Regions from separate parts of the Triticum aestivum genome. Here regions 2 and 3 are each linked to region 1. A link is a contact called in public Hi-C data. All regions are on one chromosome and are shown on one strand. Each heading gives the region's core, a stretch centred on a gene start, on an enhancer-like site or on the middle of the called end of the contact. The rest is flanking DNA. Distances are from core to core; before and after follow the strand shown.

Evidence for each region. Hi-C and Micro-C count contacts between places; a contact is called where the count stands out from the background.
Region 2: a contact with region 1 is called in a Hi-C map of leaf, with 8 times the contacts expected there. The contact joins the promoter of LOC123145169 here to the enhancer-like site in region 1. A contact is called at or near these places in 2 of 5 Hi-C or Micro-C datasets (both in leaf).
Region 3: a contact with region 1 is called in a Hi-C map of leaf, with 7 times the contacts expected there. The contact joins the promoter of LOC123145177 here to the enhancer-like site in region 1. A contact is called at or near these places in 2 of 5 Hi-C or Micro-C datasets (both in leaf).

What each region holds. Positions count from the first base shown.
Region 1 is chr6D:372,265,134-372,269,113 of IWGSC CS RefSeq v2.1, reverse strand. No RefSeq gene overlaps it. Among protein-coding and RNA genes, the nearest start is that of LOC123145172, 58 kb to the left of the region's middle. Within about 2 kb of position 2,678, at least 7 of the 8 cell types and tissues checked have an H3K27ac peak or open chromatin away from gene starts, as enhancers often do. A contact at or near this core is called in leaf, where this site is marked.
Region 2 is chr6D:371,725,320-371,729,566 of IWGSC CS RefSeq v2.1, reverse strand. LOC123145169 (ATPase family AAA domain-containing protein 3C) reads right to left here and starts at 2,850. Exons shown (of 7, transcript XM_044564506.1): 1 at 2,448-2,850; 2 at 2,276-2,371; 3 at 1,223-1,643; 4 at 260-350. The coding sequence starts at 2,765.
Region 3 is chr6D:372,919,555-372,923,323 of IWGSC CS RefSeq v2.1, reverse strand. It overlaps LOC123145177 (60S ribosomal protein L12), which reads right to left and starts at 1,989. Exons shown (of 2, transcript XM_044564522.1): 1 at 1,407-1,989; 2 at 793-1,035. The coding sequence starts at 1,908. The coding sequence ends at 1,411.

The DNA.
Region 1 (3,980 bases), core at 1,429-3,928:
TCCTTACTTTGGCCGTCAAGCTACCGAACTGTGGCGCCACTGATTCGACCATACACTAATCATGCACGCAAATATGTACGACCAAGATCAAGGACTCACGGGAAGATATCGCAACACAACTCTAGACACAAATTAAAATAAAACAAGTTTTATATTACAAGCCAAGGGCCTCGAGGGCTCGAGTACATAGCTCGATACACAAGCGTCAGCGGAAGCAACAATATCTGAGTACAGACATACGTTAATCAAGGATGCCTTAAGAAGGCTAGCACAAAAGCAACACGATCGAAGAGGCAAAGCCTCCTGCCTGGGACCTCCTAACTACTCCTGGTCGTCAGCGGTCTCCAAGTAGCAGTATCCGTCGGCGGTGGCATCTGGCTCCAGGGATCCACCATCTGGTTGCAACAACCGGAAAGAAGGAAGAAGAGGAAAATGGGTAGCAAAGCAACTGTGAGTACTCATCCAAAGTACTCGTAAGCATCAGATCTATACTAAGTATGCATTGGTATCAAATGGAAGAGCTGTATCTGTGGACTGAACTGCAGAATGCCAGAATAGAGGGGAAAGCCTAGCCTATCGAAGACTAGCAGCTCCAAGCATCTTGCAACATGTAGAAGAGTAAAGAGTAGCAGTTTATAATTAACAAGCATGTTGTAACAATAACGCCCAGAGATCCTTCATCGACTCCCTACCAGAAAGCAATCTCGGGGCCACATATCCATCACATATCTCAAGTATCCATTTCTAGTTATATAAGATCCGGATACAAGTCTGAACGTCCATTACCGTGGACACGGTATTCGAATATACATCTTCCCTGCAGGGGTGCACCACGTTTTCCAACATGCTTGATTACTCTGGCCGGACACACTTTTCTGAGTCAATGCCCGACCTCGGAAGATCAACACGTCATAGCCCTACCTAGGCTCAGCAGAGAGGTCCCCGCCGGTCTACATCCTAAGCACTCCGGGGTCTGGGCCCATCGCCCGTTGCACTCCGGGTCATTGTGCGATGAGCCGGGACGAGCACCACCTCATACTGGATGGCACTGGCCCGACAAGCCCACAATGCTGAGCTGGACGTCTGACAAAGCTTCGGCTGATACTGCGACGTCAAGGCCCATAACTATTCTCGCGTGGTGGTTAGTGCGTAAAGGCCAAAGGACAACTCAGAACAAATACCCAAGCCTGTCAGTGCATTGGGGGCTTGCGGAGACAAGCAGAGACTCACGATAATGTGACCCCGTCGCCCCGTCTCATGGACTTATGGCAAGGGCCCAGACTGTCGGGCCGTGCCATGTAGAAAACTCGCCGGTGCTCCACGGGCCCGCCCGACTTTCACATCAACTCGCGGGTACCCCTCAGGGCCGACCCGACTTCAACAATGGTCTCAAGTAAAGTCAAGGTAACCGTGTGTTCAAACATCAAGGGGAAAACTCAAGGAATCACCCTCGGAGGATTCCACTCGATGTAATCATCAAGGTGAATGTAAGAGGAACCACCCTCGAGGTTCACACTTGAGGTGTTGCACAACAAAGCCGTATCAGGAATGGTGAAGGAGGAACCACCCTCGTTGACCACGACCGAATAGCTACACTACAGAGATCTCATCAGGAGTGATGTATGAGGTTCCACCCTCGGTACTCAATGGTAACTCTGCAGAGTCGAGCAACAAAAAAGGGGCGTGATGTGATGTGAGGTGTCGGGCTCTGGTCGTCGATCACGTTGACCGAGTCATCGATGATGAAGCAGGGGCAACAAAGACAAGGTGGGGGTCATAGATGGATCACTAACCAACCTATACTAAGCAGTTTAAGATAAACAGGTAAGGTACAAAGAGCAGGTTACAAAAGCAGGCTATGCATCAGAATAGGAGCAATCAATTACAGTAGCAAAATCTAATGCAAGCATGAGAGAATGGAATGGGCGATATCGAGATGATCAAAGGGGGGTGGGGCTTGCCTGGTTGCTTAGGCGAGAAGGAGGGGTCGTCGTCAACGTAGTCGATCACCGGGGCCTCAGCAGCGGTCTCGGGGTCTACCGGAGAGAAGAGGGGGGAAGAAACAATAAATACATAGCAAGCAAGAGCATAACAGGACAACAGGCAGAGATAGACGTGTTCTAACGCGGTGCTACACGCTACTCGCGAAGGGAAATAACATCCGGGAATGTTTTCCCGAAGTTTGGCATTTTCAAACAAACGAATCGGAGGGGAAAGGTTCGATGTTCGCTATGCTAGGGGCGTGTGGCAGATGAATGGAGAGTGTATTCGGATTCGTCTCGTCGTTCTGAGCAACTTTCATGTATTGAACTTTTTCATCCGAGTTACAGTTTATTTTCTATGATTTATTGAAGTTAAATGATTTTCTGGAATTCTGGAATGTACCTAAATTCGAATTTAAACAGTGTATTACTTTTTATACCCACGGACAGCTAGTCTATTAGAATGACAGGTGGGGTCCAGTGGGTGAGTCAGCATACACAGTCAGCAAGTCAACAGTCAATGGTTGACCTGGTCAAAGTGTGAATAGTGGTCGTGGGGCCTACTTGTCATTGACTGTTATTTTAGCTAAAGTGCCAAACATATTTATTAAGTAAGGGGACCCACATGTCATGCACTGACGATGATGGTGGATTAGTATACTAAACTAATTAGGCAGGGGATTAGTGGTCAACCACTAATTAAGCGAGCGGGGCCCGCTGGCCAGGGACACAAGCCGACCCTGGTTGTTGTATACCCGTATGAACGGAGGAGGGGCCTGGCCATGGCCGAGCGTGGCCAAGGCGTAGCGTGGCACGCGGGGTGGGCCGGGCGACGGCGAGCGGTGGAGTGCTGGCCAGCGCGGAGCTGCAGCAGCGCGCAGCAGGGGGCAGCAGCAGAGAGCAGAGGCGCGGCGGAGGTCGAGCGGGGCCGGCCGGGAGCGGGTACGCGCGGGGCGCGGTCGCCAGCTGCAGGCGCGGCTGGCCCCGCGGTCAAGGCGCGAACGGGCGGCCGAGGACGCGGATAGCTCTGCGCGAGGCGCGGCGGGTGCGAGGCAGAGGTGGGTCGAGCGCGGGGTGCGCGGCGTAGCCGGTAGCGGACAACAGCGACAGGAGCAGCTAGCAGGATACACACACATACGCGTACGCGTAAGTGGGAGATCGAACGAGCTCGGGGACGACGGCTACGGCAACAAATCGAGGGGGCAAAGAGGGGGGATAGACGCTACTCACTACGAGGGAGGTCGTGGACGTGCTCGGAATCGCGGGGAGGTGTCGGTGGTGGAGATCGACGGTGATGTTGTCGTGGCTGTGACCGGAGAAGAGGGGCGATGGCGGGGCTCGGGGCCGGTCCGGCTTGTGCTGGTGCTCGGGGAGGAGGAAGGTGCAGGTGGTGGTCCTCCTAGACGTCTTCTCAGGGAGCGAGGAGGCCGGTGGTCGCGGCGGTGGTGATGGCCATGGCAGCAGCAGCGTTCGGTGTCCAACAAATCGAGAGAACGAGCGAGAGGGAGTGGGGAAAATGGGCTAGGGTTAGAAGAGGGAGTGTGAGGCGTCACTTTATACCCCAGGGGGGCCGTGGGATGGTCGACACAGTGGCCATGGTGCCCTGGATGGCCACCACGCCCTCCTCTGCCTCCTGTAGCAGGAGGTTGAAGGAGAGGTGGTGGTGGTGGGCTAGGCTATTGTTGGTAGATGGGCCAAGGTGCATAGTGCCACTAGAACCCACTAACACATTAGTAGTTAAGCCTTTCTCTTTTTAGTTTGATTCATTTACTGTTTTCTATTTAATTGTAAAACCAAATGAGTTTTTCTAGAGATGAGGCTTGTCACATAAATCAAGCACCTTATTTCTAGGAGACACAAAAGATTGAGGCCAAAAGGAGTTGCCTAACCATTTTTAGAAATTGAAAAGGCCAATTTTAAATGCTGCTGGACCACAAATTAATTCCCAGGGGCATTTTGGGAATTCAAAAGAGGTTGGTTCCAACATGACAAATATCA
Region 2 (4,247 bases), core at 1,601-4,100, 540 kb after region 1:
CATTTTAGAAGTTGCAACTTGCAATCAAGTGGATGCACAACAACAGTTTCAAGCAATTAATTCCTTAGTTTACAAGGTCAAGATACACTTGGAGCATACCTTTCAATTTATGGTAGTGGATGCACAACAGCAGTTTCAAGCAATTAATTCCTTAGTTTACAAGGTCAAGATACACTTGGAGCATACCTTTCAATTTATGGTCATTTACCAATCGCTATGTCTGAAGTTCAAACATAGAGAGTACAATTATGAATTTTACCTTGTTGTGTAAATCCCAGCTGCAAGTGCAGTTGCGCCTCCAACTGCTACTACTAGCTTATTCTGATCAGTTAATATCGTCCGGAGACCACCTAAAATGTCAAAATAAAAATGTTAGACCGGAATTTCCTATAGCACTGCAGCACTATTAGACACTCAGATCCAGTCCGTGCAGGCCCGAGTGCTCAGACAACAAAAGACTAGATAAATGGTTTGTCATTCGGCACTAGGGTAAGTGAAGAAAGGCAGCCTGCCACCACTATGATTGTTTTGTCAACTAGTCTGCTACCAGTCTTGATTTGGTGATGCTCACAACGGCTCAACATTATTGCCAAACATATGTTGCGGCACTATGTCAATTGACACTTGATATAATGCATTTCTTCCGGGATTGCTATCTCTTTGGCTCCCGCGTGTCCAAATTACTGGCTCCATATCTGGTGTTTACCATCTCATATTATCCAAATATGTAGGTAGTTTTACAATTATACGCACTTCTAACTCCACTTCTCCTATAATGCCAGAACTACTTCTCAGGGATATCTTAATCACATTGGATAAGTTGAAGCTGCACTCCAACAGAGCATGCATGGGAAATGAGCAGCGTGCATGTGATTCATTAGAGAGAAAGAGAACATGTGAGCTTAGAGATTAATTCGTGCACACTTGAGGGAATAAGAGAAGGGAACATGTGATCTCTTTTCGTCTAAAAACATGTGATCTCTGCAATTAACTCCTTACTAATTGCACTGAAACATATCTATTTCTAGACAGAGTAAGTGCTAAAGATTCACCTGGGGTAATTTGCCCTAGGTTTAAACTTAAGGCCATAATTTTGGAATGGTTTACCCATTCAACATATGCGATCCAAACATGTAGAAATAGCTTATAGTAGAAAACATCCAAGAAATTCACATGTTTATATTCAATAAGCATGTGGAAATAGCAACTTGCTAAGGTATACCTCCTATATGCTCAAAAGTTGTATTTATTGCTTGGACCCACTTCTCCCGCTCAGCATTTGCCCGCTCAATAAGCAATCGCCGTTTCACATCTTCAGACAGTTGCAGTTCAAGTGCTTTCGCCTCCGCATCTGCCATTTTTTGCAGTCTCATAGTCTCCTGCTCTATACGTGCCTTTTCCTTCTCTGTCCGTCTCCGTATTTCATTGATTTCCTCTTCACTCTGGCGTCTCAGCTGCTCTAGCTTAATTGCAGATTCTTCTTGCATCTTCACGAGCTCCTGGTTTCTTGCCCTCTGTGCCTCATGCTCATGCTGCGCTCTCTTCCTTCGTAGCTCATCCTCATATCGAGCTACTTGTGCCTTTATTTCAGCTTGACTTTGCGCAAGTTTTTTCTTCTCTTCATACTCTACACGTGTCCTCTCCTGCAAATGTGACAAAATGCAACATCCACATAAACACACAAATATACAAGAAATAAATTTAGCAGTGAAGATATATGTTTAGTAAAATACATATAAATGGGCATGATCTGAAACATTTACGACATGTAATGAAATAGGATGCAGTAGAACTTGGTTTCAGTCAAGCAGTTGGTATCTACAGGATTATAAGTAGCAAACATATATGTGCATCGCAACTAAGTACCAAAAACTCCATGCGAACTACCGGGACGCAAGAGAATAGTACATAAATAGCAGTTTCTTTTTCGTGTGTGTGCCACTGAAAGATCGGCGATTATTGTGTGTGGCATCCCCTAACTCATTGAAGAGTACACCATTGGACCTGAGTTTTCTTCTCCTTTTCTTCCATTCTTGGATAACACCTAGTAAATTGCATATGCCCCTTGCTTGGTCTAGACTATCGCTATACAACCAACGAGTAAAATGGAACGGAAAGTACTAGCAGTAATGTACACCGAAATCCGACAGCTCGTGATATTGAAATGCCTGAAAACGATCTGAAGATATTTGCCAACTCTTGCAACAGTGCGAGTCTAATGCCAATTCGTTCAAAGGATTATGACAAACAACGAGATGACAGAAAGTTATCTCACGAGCTCGATCTGCGCGGCCTCCTTCAGGTAATCGGCCTTCCTTGCAGCGAACTCCGCTTGCCGCGTCTCCTCCCGCTTGTTAGCATGGGCGAACGACTGCACAACCATGTGCCAACGTCAGAACCAAAGCACAGACATAACTGAGGCTCCCCCCGGCCCTCGGAACACCTACCTTTTTGACATCAGCGTCATCTCTCTTTTCGAATTCGCGCAGCAGCTCGACCGCGCGCTCCAGCGCGTCGGGGTCGAACCCCGCGGCGGTGGTCCGCGGGTTGTCGTTCCGGGGCTTGGGCGGCGCCTCCTCCGCAGCCGGCGCGGCGGGCGGCGGCGCGCCTGAGGCGGGGGCGGGGGCGGGGGCGGGCGCGGGGGAGGAGAAGCCGGGGAAGCGGAACCCCGAGCCGCCCTCCGCGTTCACCCTCTGGGAGGACGCGGCGAAGGCCGCCCCGGCGGAGAGGACGGCGGCCCCGACCTTCGCGGCGGCGGCGGCCATGGTTTCGGTGGGGGGTTTGCGGGTGTAGGGTTTAACGGGGTCCGCCGGTTCGATCGAGAACTTGGTGGGAGATGCGTGCGTATTTGTGCGTGCTTGGACGGCGCCTCTCAGTTCGGCTTGCGGCCCAAGAAGATGGACTGCTCTTCTCGTTTTCCTTTTCCCTTTTCTTCCTGAAGGCGCTTCTCCGTTTTCTTGATGCGGAAGACGGGCTTCGCCTCGGATATTTCTGTCTTTATATTTACTGCGTCATCCATCCGTTGCTGAGTTGCGGGGAACCAAGGCCCCAGATGCTTCATTACTTTTTTGTGTTTTTTTATTGAAAAACTTGAAGTCGTGGCATACAACATCTACATCTTACACACAGGACCCTACGAGAAAAAGAAATAACAAAGGGGTCCCTAGAACTAACAAAGAAGACCCTGGACAGAACGTGAAAACGCGTTCAGGTCAAAAGCTACTTCCCGACGACTCCAATCCCGCTGATGATGGGGACGGGACCCCTTGGTCCACGAAACTTCTATAGCTGCTCGCCGCAGATACCATCTTGAAGCAGCACTACCTACCACACGACATCATTGCCATGAGAAATGATCTTGGTCGCCCTTTTAGGCCCGAGGATGCAACAGGTCATCAGAGGACGCTGGCTCGCCATCTTGGTCGTCATGGCTCCTCCAAATCCATCGCCGGTGGTGCCCTAATTTTGTGGTTTAAAAAAACCGAACTGGTGATGTTGTCGGTTAAGGTTTTCAAACAGTCGAACCAGCGGTTCACCATTTCGTTGGTTGGTTTAGTAGGCCATGAAGATATGTAAAGTTGGGTCAAATACATTAAGTATCTTTACTTTGGCAGCAATTACTCCTTTAAAGGATGGTGAATTGCCCGCCTCCTAGGGGCATCCACGCTCCGCACCATCTGATCCGCGCCTCACGCTGTTGTCTGCCTAGCGCACTCCCCGCCATCCGATCGTGCCCTCTAGTGGAGAACTTGGAAAATTTTGTGTACAAAACTTGGGAGTGATAATGCAAAACTATGTTACTTCTCCATCTCACTTATATAAACTAAACAAAGTGTAGCATATTCTTTTACATAGGAAAAAGTCCAAAACAAACCTTGAACTTGTAGACCAAACTTAAATTGAACCCTGAACTTCAAATCCCTGAAATTAGCACGCCGAACTATCTAATCCCGGTCTATTTTAAACTAAACAGGGATCGTCGACGTTGCGGATGGAACCCGGGATGGTGGCTGCGGCCAGACTGGGCCGGCCCATCTTTTTTTTGCAATATTTTTTCCGAACCACGCTACATGAAAACGTAGAAAAAATAGAGGCTTGTGAATCGAACTTCCAACCTAACGCTAGTACGCACATCCTGCTAGCCACTCTAACTGATTGCCGTTGCTCAGATAAGAAAAGCGCGAAATTATTTAAACCAACACAGCGTCGAGATTTGAAAACATTTTCTACAATTGTTTGAAACATTT
Region 3 (3,769 bases), core at 740-3,239, 650 kb before region 1:
GAATTCAAAATGATGATATACCAGATAGAGTTGAAGTTGGGATAACACCGATTGAAGAAAAGCTTGTCCAATGGCGACTGAGATGGTTTGGACAGCAACACATACGAAATACAGTGCAAATGAATCCTATGAAAAAATTCCTATGGTTTACAAATTACAATCCTACAAATCAAACAACCCATATAAAAAAACAACCCATATAGAAAAAATTCCTAAGGATTAGAATCCTCCGAAGTTCCTCCAAGAATCCTTTGAATCAAAGGTAAATTATTGGATTGAAGTTGTGGGGCTGGGTGTATTTAAGCTTTGGGTATGGCCTGCTTTTCGCAAGTCAACTTCTGACAGGTTTAACTTTTCACTGATGGCGTCGCTGTCATACTGAATAAAGAACGGTAATATAAATAGCCCAGACAGACAAATTTTCAAACAATAGCAGGTCAAGACGGAGCAAAATTCAAGTCTTTCAGAAAATTGGGCAGACCTAACTTCAAATGCAAAATGGCTGTCAAGGATGAAGAAAAATGGTACAATCTACAGTCCAGTCATTCTGAATCCATGTCTGAATTCTTTTACATTACTTCCTCCGTATCTAAATATAAGATGATTTTGCAATTCAATTTGATAACTGAATTTTCAATTTGGTTAAGATCAAATAAGGCATTTTTCTTCATGATAACTGAATTCAATGTATCTAGTGATGAAATAATCCAGCGGCAATCAACTGCCCTAAGCAACAAGACAGCAAAGCAAATGCAGCGACTAACAATACATAAGAATCGCTCAAAACATCAATGACAAAACTCAACATATGATATTCTAGCTGCCATAATAACATTGATTGATTCCGCAAGGTACTCATTAAACCAGTAAAAAATAGTCTCACAATGGAACCACTAAAGCATGACAAAAGTTTCTTCTTCAGCACGAGTAGAACAAGTGAAGATATCACATCCATTCTCTCAACTGCATCAGGAAGCATCTAGATAGGAGAAACTACTTCAGCAGCCTCACATAACAACCTGCCCAAAGCCAAGCCTGCATGATTAAACATAAAGCTGTTACAATGGATTTGTACGCAGTTTAAGAACAGAATGTTAAATTCATAGCAAAGAATACAATGTGACCAGACAAAAGAATAAAATAGACTAGCATGACCAACATTCATCCTAACAATACAAGTTCACAATCCAGGGAATCTACTTACAATCATCTATAGTTACTAGCATGAGCACTAGATCAACAAATAATCTTGCCACATTCTACCTAGCTTTAATTATCATAATTCAAGTCCATATGAGATGTTATCACATGCCACACTCTCCCTAACAAGTTGGCAAACCACAACAGCATTTCTGGTACCAGCAAAGCAACAAATAATTACTGCCAAACAAGAATCTGGTCATTACCTTCTTAAGCGGGGATCTCCACCTCGCCGTCGTCGATCTCCGTCTGCAGATCCTTGGGGTCCTTGCCGTCGACGGTGCAGCCGACGCTGACGCAGGTGCCAAGGATCTCCTTGACGGTGCCGGCCATCTCCTTGGCCATGGAGCGGACCTTCATGATCTTGGCGATCTCGATGACGTCGTCGAGGCTGATGTTGCCGCTGTGCTTGATGTTCTTGACCTTCTTGCGGTCCCTCTCGGGCTCCTTGAGCGCCTTGATGACGAGGGCTGCGGCGGAGGGGACGACGGACACCTTGGCCTGGCGATTCTGCACGGTGAGCTTGACGGTGACGCGGAGGCCCTTCCAGTCCTTGGCCGTCTCCTTGGCGATGTCTTCTCCGATCTTCTTTGGGGAGAGACCGAGCGGGCCGATCTTGGGGGCCAGGGACGACGCAGCGCCGACCTCCCCGCCGGTGACGCGGACATACACCTCCACGATCTGGGACGGGTCGAGCTTGGGAGGCATGGCTGCGAGCTTGGGCTGGGGAGGATTGGCTGTGGGGAGTGTGTGGCGGCGGCTGGAGTTGGAGATGCTAGGGTTTGAGCGGCGCGCTTGTGTTGAGATTATATACTGTCTGGGGTGGATGGGGGTTAGGGTTTGGTGGCTAATTCGGTGGTGTGTGTGTATTGGGCCGTGAAGGATCGTCAGAATCAGGCCGTTTGGGAGATTAAATGGGCTGCGCCGCACATGTTGGGCTGAAGTAGTGGGTGTTTTTTATTAAAATATATATATAATATGAAATAAGTAATTAGGGGTACCCTTACAAAGCTCACTCCCACCTTCTACGATGGTGACAAGTGCGCACTGCATGTGTGCCAACTTTTCGCTACTTGAGAGTCCTTTTCCGTAGATTCATTTTCTCAAAACGTTTTATCTCTTGCACCTTGCATCCAAATCATGAACAATTTTCACCGTGAGATACCAAAAATATAAAAAAAACAAAAACAAAGAAAAAATATCATAAACCAGAAAAAAGGACCAAAAGTCAGGAAAATCGAAAACCAAACCTGAAAGCACAATTGTGCAAAGGGAAGCACCACTATGCATTTTCCAACTTTTTTTGGAAGCACAATTGTGTATTTCCCTTTTCGAGTAGCACGGCTCTTGGAAGCATAACTGTATTTTTCCCCTTTTCGGTAAGCACATTTATGTTTCTCGTGGAAGCACAACTATATTTTACTCTTTTTCGAAAACACAACTTTTGCTTCTCGCGAAAAAGCAATGCTTCCCAAAAAAGACCGGCCAAAACCAAGGGAAACCAAGCAAAGGTTGGAAAAACCAAACGAACCCCAAAATGGGTACAGAAAACAATCCCAATGGTACACCTAGTGCGCAACACATGGCGGCGAATGGGTGCACCACTTGGTGCGCTCCTCGACCAAGAAAATGGTCTCAGCCGGAGCCCTCCAAGTGGTAAACCATAATTGGTTGCTCCAAGTATAGCGAACTGCATCAGACCTCCTCTCTAGCGTCTTTGGCGCGAGCGTAGCGGGCCATGGCCCAATCTCTCCGGTCCCTCGCTCAGTCGATTCGGTTCGGCCGTGAGCTACCAACGTAGACACATTCATAAGATTGTCTAAGAAAACACACTCATATGCCAGCTGTTGTTCATAAAATAATCAATTAGTAGTAAAAATTGGTTTTTTTAACTCTGAACAAAATGATGAAAGCAAAAAAGTGCTCGCGAGTTTGACAATAATCTTTCAAAATGGAAAAAAGTTCACTGATTTAGAAAAATGTTCTCGAATATGAAAAAGATATCTAATTCAGAAATTTTTCATGAATATGAACACAATTTTGACAAAAATATTCTCGAATTCAAACAATGTTCAGGAATATGAGAAAAATCACGTATTTGAAAAATGTTTGCAAACTGAAAAATGTTCATGAATATGAAGACGAGTTTGGCAAAAAAGTTCACAAATTCAAAACCCCCAAATATTCACGAATATGAATGCAAGTTTGACAAAAATGTTCTCAAATTCTAAAAAGTTCATGAATGTTGGAAAAGTTCACAAATTTTAACATTGTTCATGAATTCAAAAAATGTTCGCTGATCCAAAAAATATTCATCAATATGAAAAAAGTTCATGAAAGCAAAAAAATATTATTAATTAAGAAAACATGAATTTGATTTTTTTATGGATTTTTCAAAAGTTTACATTTCCAAAAATTCAGGAATTTGAAAAAAGTACATGATTTTTTTATAAAAAAAAAAGAAAAAGAAAAACCAGAGATCGTTGACGCACTTGATTTAGTTTGAGGATACTTCAAGCTGAAACTCCTTGGCCGGCAATCTCTTTCTGATTATTAAAATGAAGCATTC